Linked DNA regions of Zea mays: region 1 is linked to region 2. The links are chromatin contacts, called in public Hi-C maps. All regions are on one chromosome and are shown on one strand. Each heading gives the region's core, a stretch centred on a gene start, on an enhancer-like site or on the middle of the called end of the contact. The rest is flanking DNA. Distances are from core to core; before and after follow the strand shown.

What was found. A called contact is a pair of places that touch in the nucleus more often than the background predicts.
Region 1: a Hi-C map of leaf shows a contact between it and region 2, with 4 times the contacts expected there. The contact joins the promoter of LOC100194273 here to the promoter of LOC542105 in region 2. A contact is called at or near these places in 4 of 25 Hi-C or Micro-C datasets (ear, endosperm, leaf and 1 more).

Annotation. Positions count from the first base shown.
Region 1 is chr7:160,975,943-160,982,500 of Zm-B73-REFERENCE-NAM-5.0, forward strand. LOC100194273 (Mitotic checkpoint serine/threonine-protein kinase BUB1) reads left to right here and starts at 1,402. Exons shown (of 12, transcript NM_001139312.1): 1 at 1,402-1,678; 2 at 6,266-6,425. The coding sequence starts at 1,554.
Region 2 is chr7:160,763,830-160,770,419 of Zm-B73-REFERENCE-NAM-5.0, forward strand. LOC542105 (GCK-like kinase MIK) reads right to left here and starts at 2,156. Exons shown (of 20, transcript NM_001111738.1): 1 at 2,062-2,156. The coding sequence starts at 2,156.

The sequences.
Region 1 (6,558 bases), core at 152-2,651, 210 kb after region 2:
GCATGCCAAATTCAAAGATCATACATTGCTACCGCTTCGAGTACCATCGAAGGTCTACCATTTCTGCAACAAAACTGACCACGCCATGCCGTAGGACAGTTCCTCCACTCCTAATGCATGCAATCTATGGAACCCAACATTCCAGGAAAACCCCTAGCCTCGCTATTGTGCATGATGTGTGCTATGTCAGCTTGATTAGGAGTTCGTAGATACCACCCACTAAAATATGCAATGATTGCGCGACAAAAATGATGAAGGCATTCCCTAGCGGTTGACTCCCCAATTTGAATGTACTCGTCTACCGCATCAGTAGGTAACCCATAACCAAGTATCCGCATTGCCGCACATACTTTTTGTAGGGGCCCGAGTCCTAGCATGCCTGTTGCGTCCACCCGTTGCGTAAAGTAACTATCCTGCTGTTGCAGTCCTTCCATAATGCGGATGAACAACGGCCTACTCATGCCGAACCTATAAAATTTAATAGGTTCATTGTGAATACAATGATAATGTCATAACATATTACAATAATTTGAAGTGCGTACCTTCTACGAAACACGTGGGTGGATACACTGGGTTCGGGCCGAAGTAGTGATGCTGGATGAGATTTTCTCCAGCAAAATGATCCCTGTGAATGATGCGGCGAGGTATACCGGAACATCGTCGGAGATGGCGTTTAGCCTCAATGTTGAGGGTAAGAAGATTGACAAGCAAAAGTGTGTCGTCCTCACTATCACTCGAATCGGAATCATCTTCCCTATGCCAGTGAGACATACCGAACAATGGCTAACTTGCTGGAGTTGTGTTCGTTGTGGCTACATATGCGAAGAGAAAGTATGCATATATATAGGCGAGATCAATGTGGCTTCAGGGGAAAGCTCGTGGCTTTCGTTGGAAGCCAACCGTGGCTTCCTGCGTACGAATGGTCGGTGTCTGCTTCCAACGTAAGCTTGGTTCAATTTTTTACATCGCAATGTTTCTCAATAATTATGACGACGCACAATTGTGAAGTTTTGTATGCAATTTCGAAATAAATTTTAACTCAAATGTTTGTTTTGTATATTATGCATAATTTGTAAAAAAATAAATATATTTTTTTTATAAATTTATAACATCGCAACATGCCGGACGTGTGAAAAGGAAAAAAGGAAAAAGAAAATGAATTTGGTTATGTTAGTTATATGGAAATGTATATTTAATGAGTAGAGGGATATATATATGAGAATTTTTAGGGAGAATAGTTGCGGGATAAGTGAATATAGGAGAGTGAATCTTGCTGACGTGACTATATAGTAACATTTAGGGGAAAAAATTTAAAGGACACTACTGCATACAGTCTAAAGTAGTAGGGGAAATATTTGGGTCCTGACGAGTGGGCACTGGCCACTTAGCTGCGGGGCGATTCTTTTTCAAATTTTTTGGGTGCCAAATATTTGCCCTCCAGTGCTGTCCACGGCTCAGCCTCACACACGCGCGAGAGCAAATTGCAGAGCTGCTCGTCGCCGGCGATCGCCGCAGGGTTCGTCCGAGAGGGGAGAGGCTCTCTGTATCGGGGCATGGTGATCCTGGACCGCACTCCGGCCGCGGCGCAGGGGGCCGCCTGTAGCCCGCTCCCGAAGTCGCCTAGGTTTTCGTGGGAGGTGGCCTCGCCGCCCTCGGACCCCATCCTCCCGTACCTCAGGTAATCTCGAATCTACCTCGAGATATGCCTCTGTTACTTGGATTCATTTAGCGTGTGCGAATCCGTGTGGGAGCTCGCTTAGTGCACGGGTGCGGTGCGTCCGTGCGTGTGCTTGTGCGTGTCTGAAGGTTCCGCCGTTTGATTGAATGTAAAGCATGTGCAATTTGGACGTTTAGTTTAGCTTGCGCGGCTCTACCTCCGCGATTCAGGGTCTGGTTACTCATGCCTACCAGTACCCCTGTGGGATTGAACTGGGATGCACTAGTATATGTTGATTTCTTATTCAAATTCTTGCGAGGCTGCCATGTGTGAGACCTTGATTTCGGTCTTAATTAGGCTGCTTATAGGTCTGATTTTCCTCTTCTAAAAATCCATGTACATAATGGAATGAGCTTAGACATGTGTTTGGGTCAAGGATAACCAAACCGTTTTTGGAGAAAACTGCTACCCACGGGTAATGGGTAAACCGGTGAAAACCGACAAAATCAACCGGTTTGCCCATGTCAAATTTGAACAAATTCAAAATGGTTTTACGGCGAAAAACCGGCGGTAAACCACCCAATGCCGCTGGTAAACCACCCATATGAATCATTTTTTTGTTTTCAGGGAAAAATGGAAAATTTTGGCAGAGTTCATTTGTAATTTGCTCAATTCACGTTGCATAGTAAATACTAACTGACTCACACAACATATGTTCACCAAAATGATATTCAACATACATATGCAACCACAAACTTCAATTCTCATGCAACAAACAACCATCGGATGGCACAATACTCAAATACAATTATACAAGTTCTTTTAGAGTTCTCCCACGAGGCCACGATACATATGTCTACTTGTTTCACAATACTCTTTATTCAGCTCGAGTCATAGTATTCAGGCATGTTGGAAGGATCCTGGTATGGGCCCATTCCGTATACGTAGTCCTATACAATGATATGAGATACATTAGCGATAAAACAAGAACGATAAATAAATACCTATTGTCGAAGCAAAAATAACACACCGATCTGCTTGTAGTTACATATACATGCATCTCGACAACAACATAGAATGGTCGAAACGGGTACCACCCCCTATGTGCGAGATGTCCCTCTTCTTCCCCCTTCGATTTGATGATCTTTTTTATGTGCGAGATGCTCCTTCAAACGTGTACCACCCCCTCCGCTCTTAGTTTCTCTACAATATTTTCTCTTGAAACCCGTGCTAACCTTCTCTCCATGCTCCTAGACAATGTCCGACATGCCTCCTATAAATAAGAAGACATAATATCATGTAACAAGAGTAGAATAAAAACATATAACTTGTAGCAAATGGCATATTAACATAAAACATCGAAACATATTTACTAACAAAAACATAAACCATCTGACAATAACTAAATATTAACATGACACAAGCAAATGAGTTAGGTCTTAGCATAGAACTATGTATTAACACGAACAAATGGACCTACACACTACACATATATTAACAATACTAACATATATATAACTAAATACTAACATATATAACTATATATTAATAGTACTAATATATAACTAGTAGGCTACAATACACCTAACTTTTGATGATGTAAAAAAAATCTAAAACCCTAAACATCACAAAACCAAATCTGGGCACTAAATGATTAAACTAGAACTCAATCATGTCATTAAATCCGGTTTTCCGGTGAAAACAGGCGGTGTCGGGTGTGGTAATTAGGCGTACTCAGATTACACCCCTAAAACACACTTAACCACTAAAAACACCATCAAGGTACGAAGGATCGTAAGCCGCGCTTCGCCCAAGGCCCCCCTCAGGGGTCTCCACAGACTCCGCCTCGCCCGAGCCTGTCCTCGGACGGGGTGTGTTCTCGAGAGAATCCTCGTCCCGGTCGAGGTCCCCTCACCCCAGAACGACAGTCTCCGCCTCGCCCGAGCCCACCTCGGGTAAGGGAGACAAAACCCAGGGCGAGACTCAGCTGAAGTCTGCCGGGGACAACAACATTCAATGCGCATACCTAACCCACATAGGGCTGCAGGTGTGCAGGAGTAACAAGACCACAGTCTAGTCAAAGATTCACCAACTATGATTACGCATGCGACCACTGTTCCTGTACGCCGTCTGCCAACTCCTGACGGGACATACAATACGACAAGGGTACAGGCTAGCCCTCGGGCGTAAACTTCGTTTCGCCCGAAGTAGAACTCGGCCTCGGGATAAACTCGGCTCGCTCGAGCCCGGTCTCGGCTACCTACTCCCCATGAACCCCGCAGGAGGCCACTCCTTCAACTGTGGCACACGTTTTCGAATCTCAGAATGGGCTCAGTCGCGATCTCGGACGGACTACCACCTCGCCCGAGCTCGGCTCTGACCTCGATATCTGCAACGGGAAGGCGCCCAACGTCATCAGACACTGCAGAACTGACACACTACTCGGGATGAAAACGGTTTCGGAATTTTTCGGTATTCTGGAAACCGATTTCGAAATTTTTCGATCGGATTCACCGGTAACAGTATTTTTTCAAAAACGGAATCGGTTTTTGGAATTTTCTATCAGAATCGGTATCGGAATCGGCGTGGTGTTTTACCGACCGTTTCCTTCGGTTACCGGTTTTGTCGGAAATTACCGGATTTGTGTCTCAGAATTTTCCGGAATTGTGTCTCGGAATTTTTTTCGGAATTTTCCGGCATGTGATTTTTTGGCATCGCCTGTACGTCTCTGGATAAAGATTACTTATTTTTGTATTTTTTGGACGCCTTAAGATTTTTTTTGGATAGATGGCGTTGGAAGGCTGTTGAGATTAACGATTTGGTCTCTCGAACGAATCCACCCTTTTCTATGCACATGTTATGTATTAGTAATATATAATGATAGAGAGCCGACAGTCTGTCTTTTCCACACACTAGATTTTAGGGTTTTCCTGTGAGGCTGTGAAAAAACTCTTTATGTGAGGAAAAAATATTTCATGAGTAAGCATGCCATGTCAGCTAAATCGAGTGGATATTGTGAATTGTGAACTTTGAGTCTGTGAACTTGTGATCTTTATGAACTTTTATATTGTGAACTTGTTATATCATGAATTGTGAACTTGTGGTCTTTGTGATCTTTTGCCAACTTTGTTGTATTGTGAAGTTTGATATGTTTACCGATCATATTTTAGATTTCGACCGTTACCAGTGTATTTTCCGCACCGAACTTTCGTTTCCGATGTTTCTGAAATACCGATATTGTTTCCGTTTCCGGAGTTACCGTTTTCGATTTTATTTCTGATAAAAAATATGAAAACATTAATGGTTTTAGTGTTTACCGTCTGTTTCCGACCGTTTTCATCCCTACACACTACTTAAAGGGCTTTTCCCATACTTGGTACTGTGTCAACCACTACAGTATGAGCAACCCCCTCGCCAGGAGGGCTTGGATACGTGATCGAACCCTCGGCCCTGGCCTCGGCTCTCAGCAGAAATCAAGCATGCACAAGTCAACAACAAGTACAAGGTCATAACTCTAGACCATACCGTCTACAGGACCACAGTGACACCTCCTCACAGTGTGCGGCCACCTCCAGTACTCCGGGCAACCCCTTCTGAGGCTATAAATAGGATAGCCTATGGCTTCAGGAGGGCAGACGAACACTTCCCCGTTTTCTCCTCCACCACGGTATTGACACTTTCCTCAATCAATCCAGGGACTTGGGATCGTTCTCTCTCCCGCTCAAGTTGTATTCTCTACTACAAGCACTTATGTGCAAGTAATATAAGGTAGTGTTTGGTTGAAGAGCCAAGTAGAACGGAGCCGTTCTGTCCCAGTTTTGTTGTTGTTTGGTTACAAAGTAACTAGAACGGAGTGGCTCCAATTAGGGAATATTCTCCTCATATCCGGAACCATCCCGCTCCAAAAAATCAACCGGACGGAGCCGCTCCGTTCCCAGCCCGCTCGCACAGTCACGCTTCGTTCCGTTCACTCTGCAACCAAACAAAAAACAGAGCCGCTCCATTCCAGATTACCAAACACAGAACAGAGCGGCCCCGTTCCTAGAATCAGGGATGGAACGGTTCCGTTCTACTTGGCTCCTCAACCAAACACTACCTAAGTCTCATCCCCCTCTACTGGAAGCAGGACCTCTTCTTGCTCGAACCATGATAAAAGACTTGTGTCAACTTGCATCACCATCTGAGTTAGGAGCACGCAGCATTATTTCACTGGTTGGTTAGGTCCTCGGGTCCAAACAACGACAGGCGGTTTACCCAAGCAAACGGACGGTTTATCGCCGACTTGAGGTGGTTAGCCGTCGGCTTAGCAGATCTGTGGTAACGGGTCTAAAAGTTTTCTATTTTTAATGGGCTAAACGAGACTAAATTTGAATATCTTATATATCATATGACTCATGAGAGGATGTAGTTTTTATCATAATTTTCCCCATTTTATAATTTTTTTTCTTCAAAATTTTCAAGTTTTGGCCGAAATTTGAAATTAAACCGGTGGAAAACCGATACCGCGCCTCGGCGTGTTCGGTAAACCGCTCGGTTTACCGGTGATTATCCTCGGTTTTGTTAACCTTGGTTTGGGTTGCTAATATCGGTTTCTGGTTTTCTATTTAGGTCTATTAGCAGGGCCATGGATGAGCTCGGAACAGGGCCTCAGTATGACACGACAGCCTTAGACAGGCTCAAGCATTACTTGACTGAATGCATTGCAAAATATGGGGATGACTACCAATACTCCACTGATCCACGGTTGCTCAAGATTTGGATCCTCTATGTAACCTGATTGATTTTATATATCATTTCTGATACCATTCCTCCTGGGTTGTTGTTTATTATTTTCCTTATCTTTTTGGGGTCTTTTGTGATTCTTGCGTTTTAGGCAGATGCAATTGAGGACTTCCCCAGTG
Region 2 (6,590 bases), core at 906-3,405:
TTTGATCAAGTGTAAGTGATGTTATGCTCTGGTTTGTGCTTTAGTGAAGAAATCAGTCAATTGAGATTCTGAAGGCACATATTGAAGATCAATAGTCTTCTGATGACAATGAGACCGGGTGAAAGATGCATCAACACCAATATGTTTAGTAAGTTCATGCTTCATAGGATCATGAGAAATCTGTATAGCAAGCATGTTATCACATAAAAAGGTGTAGGAGTGTTGCAAGAGACACCAAGATCAGTCAATAGCCATCGCAACCAAATAATTTCAGCAGTAGTAGTGGCAAGAGGACGAAGTTCTGCTTTAGTAATAGATCGAGAGATGGCTACTTGCTTCTTGGATTTTCATGCAATAGGAGAGGATCCAAGAAGAATACAGTAACATGTAATAAAACGTCATTAGGGTATGTATACAAGCTAAATATTCTATCCATGGGTCTCTTATTGAACAAAAGCCTTCACCCAGTAGGTAAATGGGTATTCCAATGTTCCGCCCTCACCCATACCCGTTAACCCATGGGTATAAAATACCCAGTATAAAAGCGTGAACTTGGGCTTCGATCATCCATCTATTTGACTATTTAACAAACTTTTTGGTGGTAATGTCATAGAAGGCTTAACAACTATTTGATGACCATATAATGAAACATGTAATGTGTTATGTGGTACTATCCTAGTGTTGCTACTTTATCCAATTATCCATGGTGTTGTTGAGTGGATGATTAAATGATGCTCGAAACTTTGTAATGGTATTTAGATTGATATACTTGATGTTTGTATAATGTATTATTTTGATAGATGTTTAATTTTTATGGGTACGGGTGACACGACAGGTGACCCATACCCACATGGGTATGGGTATGGGAGTAAATCCATACCCACCAGCGGATATGGGTGACTCGACGGGGTTATTTTTTTGTTGCGGGTATGGGTATGGGATAGTAATATATTTACCCATTGTCATCTCTAATAATATAGGAAGACCTTAACCGACTCTGATTAAAGATAGGATAGAATCAGATTGATAGCAGAGTTAGAATTAGAGTCGGTTAAAGAGGTGTTTGGTTCCCCTGACTAAAGTTTAGTTCGTATCACATCGGATATTTGAATGCCAATTACGAATATTAAATATAGTTTAATTACAAAACTAATTATGCAGATAAAGACTAAACTGTGAGACAAATTTATTAAGCATAATTAATTCATGATTAGCAAATGTTTATTGTAGCATCACATAGGTAAATCATGGACTAATTAGGCTTCATAAGTTCGTCTTATCGTTTAGTCCCCATCTGTGTAATTAGTTTTGTAGCTAGAATACATTTAGTACTTTAACTAAATCTAAACAACCGATGTGACAGGACTAAAATTCAGTCACCTGGATCCAAACATCCCACCCCCTAAGGTAGTTGTACCCGAGTTGAACTCTCTGTCATGTTGTAATCCTGATATTCTGCCCTATACATACTCAGATCCTCTCGGCCTAATAGGTTTTTTTGCAATGTCAACTTCTATGTGCATTATATGTTAAGTAAAAACAGGTATTTTGGGAAATGATACAAGTACATAGCAGAACTTTTCATTTCACGTACTGATGATTGTTTCTAGTCCAAAGGGAAGACCCTTTTACATAGAAGTAGCATATGAAAGTTGTCTGGGTTGTGAATTACAAAAAAAAAATCCCCGATTGACACGCTGACACAGCTTGTTCCCAACGCCCAAATCCCACACTGAGCAAACAAACTGCGTCATTTCCCTTTAGATCCCGATGAACTCCACCAATGGCACGGAACTAACTCGGACATGCAGATGGATAGCATCACAGACGCTACCAAGCTGGCCGCTCGATCAACTATCTACCAACACTCGACGCACGAATTACCCGCTGGACCCAGCCCCAGCGCCCGAATCCGCAATGCCGCTCGACCCGAAGCTAAATTAACGGCTAAATCAAGCGTGGCCGCCGCCTGCCGTGCATGAGCTCAAAATCCGCGCGAAGGCAACGAGAGGGAAAGGAAATTTAGGGACTGCCGAACGGGAGTGGGGGCGTCATCCGTACCCTTTATAGACGTCGCCGAAGGAACCGCAGCCGATGAGGTCGCGGCTGCTGAACCGCGCCTCGATGGCGGCCGCCATCGATGCCGAGTCCGACATCCTTCGTTACCCCTAGATCCGGCCGCGGCCGCCGCCGTGCTAGGATATTAGAGATCAGGAATCGTTGCTGCGTTCGCTCGCCGTCTTCCTCCCGCCTCTAGGGTTTGGATTAGGGCGGCGTTCGTCTCGCGCTACACGCTGCTTCCGGTACCGCTCATTTCGAGAGGTCGCGAGATTTGTCGTTGGTCCCTGGTTCGTGTCTGTTCGGCCGGGAGGTGGAGATGGTGGGGCCGCGTCGGAGGGGCTGGAGATGGGGGTAGGGAGGTCAGGACTCGTGTTTGAATGCTAGTAGATAGGGTATGTTTGGTTCGAGAACCTGGTTGTGGACAATTTAAGTATCGTATAGATTATGTGGAGAAAAAGATAGAAAGTTTCATAGTCTTTATGATCTAGAAAAAAAGTGGATTCCTTCTATTATGACTACTCGATCAATTGTGTATTCGCACTGATTTTGAACGGTTTTCACCAAATGTTTCGGTGACAATTAATGAGCAAGAAAGGATGAAAGTGATTCCTTATGCTTCGGCTATAGGTTCCATCATGTATGCAGTGCTATATACACACTCAGATGTCTTGTATGTTGTAAGTGGTACGAGCAGGTATCAATCAAACTATGATGAAGCTCACTCTACAGCTATAAAGAACATCCTTGAGTATTTAAGAACTAAGGATGTGTTCTTAGTGTTTGGTGGTGAGAAAAAACTCATTGTAACTGATTACACTGATACTAGCTTCTATATAGACGTAGATGATTCTAGATCGCAATCCGGTTTTGTTTTCTGTGTCAATGGTGGAACGGTGAGTTGGAGGAGTTACAAACAAGATACAGTAGTAGATTCGACGCGGAAGCTGAGTATATTGCAGCTTTAGAAGCTGCAAAAGAGGTTGTTTGGATCAGAAAATTTGTTTTTTATTGGGTGTTGTTCATAGTGCGCCCAGCTCAGTGGATCTCTATTGTGATAATAGTGGAACCATTGCACGGGCTAACGAGCCTAGATCACACCAAAAGACCAAACATATATTAAGTCGATGTCACCTCATTCGCGAGATCACTGGACGAGGTGATATAAATATTTGCAATGTGGATTAAATGTTGCAGATCCATTGACGAAACCTCTTTCATAAGTAAATTGTGAGGCACACATAAGATCAATGGGTATAAGGTGCTTACATCAGTTATTTTAGTGTGAATGTGTGAGAGGCTTATGTCATGACTATGTCTATGTACTATTGAATAAAGTATTGTTTAATAACTAACATTTAGATCGATTATCAAGTATGTGACTTGTTCGTAAAACTCTTTGTTGATTATGGTGTTATTCTACATAATCCATATTCCATATCGTTGTATGAAATAATGAGTATGCACAGAGTAGCACATGTATTAATTAAATGTTTTACGGATCATGGATATAGATATATCAGATTAATAATGTGGACACATGTTAATGAACATGGTGTTAGATTGACCCACCCCGAAACACTGATGGGATTGTTGTTTTGCATGTGCCATCAGTTATTTTCGAGTTGTACACCTATAGATCGTCATTGTTTCTCACTATGTGTGGTTATGTGTTTTGGGACTTCCAATCGCTACACCGTATCTGGGTAGTTATAAAAGGAATCTTCATATGTACCATAAAGCACGGAACAGAATAAGAGTGGATCAAAATGGGATTTGCCCCTCTTAGATAATAGGAGAGATGTCTGTGGAGGCCCCAAGATAGTTGGATTGGAAAGTGCATGGCCATGCCAATATGATTAAAGAGTTCATCACAATGACTAAATGTTAGTCATGAATTGTGTTGGGGACTTGTTCTCAAATGCTATGAATCAAGAACAAGGCAACATAAAATGTTAAATGTCAAAGCCCTTCGTCCTTCGGGTCATTATTTCCCTTCGGATATAATGAATCTAGGACGAAGGTTATGAAAAACATGCCTTCATGACCATGATGAGAGATGAAGAACATTCATACAAAGTACAGAAAGTAATATAATCTTTTGTTAAACATTATTATTAATCTATTTCCATTTATCTTATTTGTACAAATAATATTAGATTACAAATGTACCTTCGGCTTGAAGGAGTGAAAATACAAGTGTGACGCCAAAAGCGAATGCCTAGTCAGCGTGAACAGTACGGGAGTACTGTTCATCTATTTCTAGGCACGGGACGCAGCCCATGTAAAATTACATTAGTGCCCTTTATATTTATCAACAACTCTACAGTAATTCTTCAGGGTCTGATTCGGCTTTTCATCTTTAAGTCGGTTCCCCTTTTCTACTGTCATGCCAAAGCTTATCTGCGCATAGCTTCGTAATAATCTTTTCCTTCGTCACAATTGCCTTCCGTCCCACTCAAGCTTCGTCTTGACCATAATCTTATATACTCGTAATCCAATTCCGAAGATACCTGCTCACACATCACTTGGAAAACATTGTTAAATCATGTTTTTGAGGACCTTCGGAAGCCGAAGGCCCCCAACAGTAGCCCCTCGCAGTATTAATTTGTTGTACTGATAAATTCATATTGCGATATGGACGAAGGCCTTAAGCCGAAGGTCCGAAAAACACCTTCCCTTTGCTAGAATAGCAATCAGTCTTTGACAAGCGGGACCCTCCAGTTTTCAACGCTCTAGGCGTATAAATAAGAGCTCATCCCGAGTTATTTGGTACGCTCTCTTGCCAACCGTTTTTACTCACCCAACCTTTAGCCTACACGCAACAACACTTGCTTGGCCTTTTAGATTTTAAAGCTTCGGTTTAGAGAGCGCTTTTCAGCGTTTGCAAAGATGTCTGAAGGTAAAAAAGTTGTTGGTGATTCGGGTGATTCGAAGCTAAGTCTTTCTGAGGAGATGCATCTGGGTTTTCTTCAATCAATGTCGAAGACTAATACAGAGAAGATTACTAAAGAAATCTTGGAGGGTTTATCTGAAGATACTGGCGACAGTGACAACTATGATGTGGATAGTGGAGGTGAAGACTCCGAAGATCGACCCTGGCGACCAAGCCATGCGGTTTTCGGCAAATCAAGTATTAAAGAAAATCATCTTGTCAACATGAGGGGAAGATATTTCCGGGACTTGTCCGTTGTGAGGGCCGACGAAGGAGAGAAGACTTGTCCAACTCCTGAGGAAAATGAAGTCGTAATATTTCGAAGCTTCTTGAAAGCTGGACTACGATTTCCCTTGAGCAGCTTTGTTGTAGAGGTGCTGAAGATATTTGAAATCTACCTTCACCAACTTACCCCCGAAGCAATCATAAGGATGAATATCTTCGTGTGGGCCGTTAGAAGCCAAGGTTTGGAACCTGATGCGAAAAGTTTCTGCAACATACACGAATTGATATACGAGACAAAACCCTGGGGTAAGGAACAGTATCACAACAATTTTGGGTGCTACAGCTTCGGCTCCCGGTCTGGGTCAAGCTGCCCAGTGCCGACCTTTCGAAAGAGGTGGCCTGGCGACTGGATGACGGAATGGTTTTACGTGAAGAATGACTTGATATCACGAGAAGATATAAAGAAGATCATTATGCGTCCTATCTGGCAACGCTTCGGCCTGCGGAGGACGAAGGTGGAAATGAATGAATTAGCCGAAGAATGCCAGAGAGCCTTTGGAGTTGTTTGCTCTTTTATTGGGACGAGAGACTTGGTCCAGGAACATATTGCTTTCAGAGTATGGCCGCTTGTGGAAAAATGGGAAATGCCGCAGGAGACCATTAAAGAGGCTGACGAAGGTGGACTAGTCAGGCTGAAGTACACTTTTAAGTTCGGAGATAAATTCGTTGAGCCAGATGATGACTGGCTAAAAAGCATTGAAACTGTAAGTGATGAACTACTTGGGGTATATTCAAAGGCCGAAGATACTGCATTGTCAGCAGCCTTCGGAGGTCGAAAAAAGAAGAGACTGAACCGAGTGTTTGACGCCATTGGGTTCGTGTACCCCGACTACCACTATCCAGTGCGTGGTCAAAAAAGAAAGAATACTTCCTCTGTGAAGGAAACTACTTCAGCCGCTCCTAGTGAGCCGGCACCGAAGAGGAAAAGGGTAAAAGTTCTCACTCACCGACCACGTTATATTGAACTGGCCACAGTGCCTGAGTTCGCCGGTGAGACCTCTTCGGCCACCGAAGCTAAAAAATCAACGCTGCTGCCAGAAATTAAACAGTTGGCCGAAGAGCCAGCAACAGAAAAAATAGAAAAAGCGAAGACTAAAGAAGCGGAAATATTAGAAATTTTAAATCCTTTAGCAAAGATTGAGTCAGAAAAAAGCCAGAGGGGTCCAACAGTGACCCCGAAAAGAAAAAGGATGGTTAATGTGTTAGATGTTTTGGAGGCAATTAAATCTTCGAGCATAACACCAAAGAAAACCATTGGAACTTCTGAAGTGTCTACCGAAGCCTTTGTTGCTGAAACTTCGAAGCAACAACT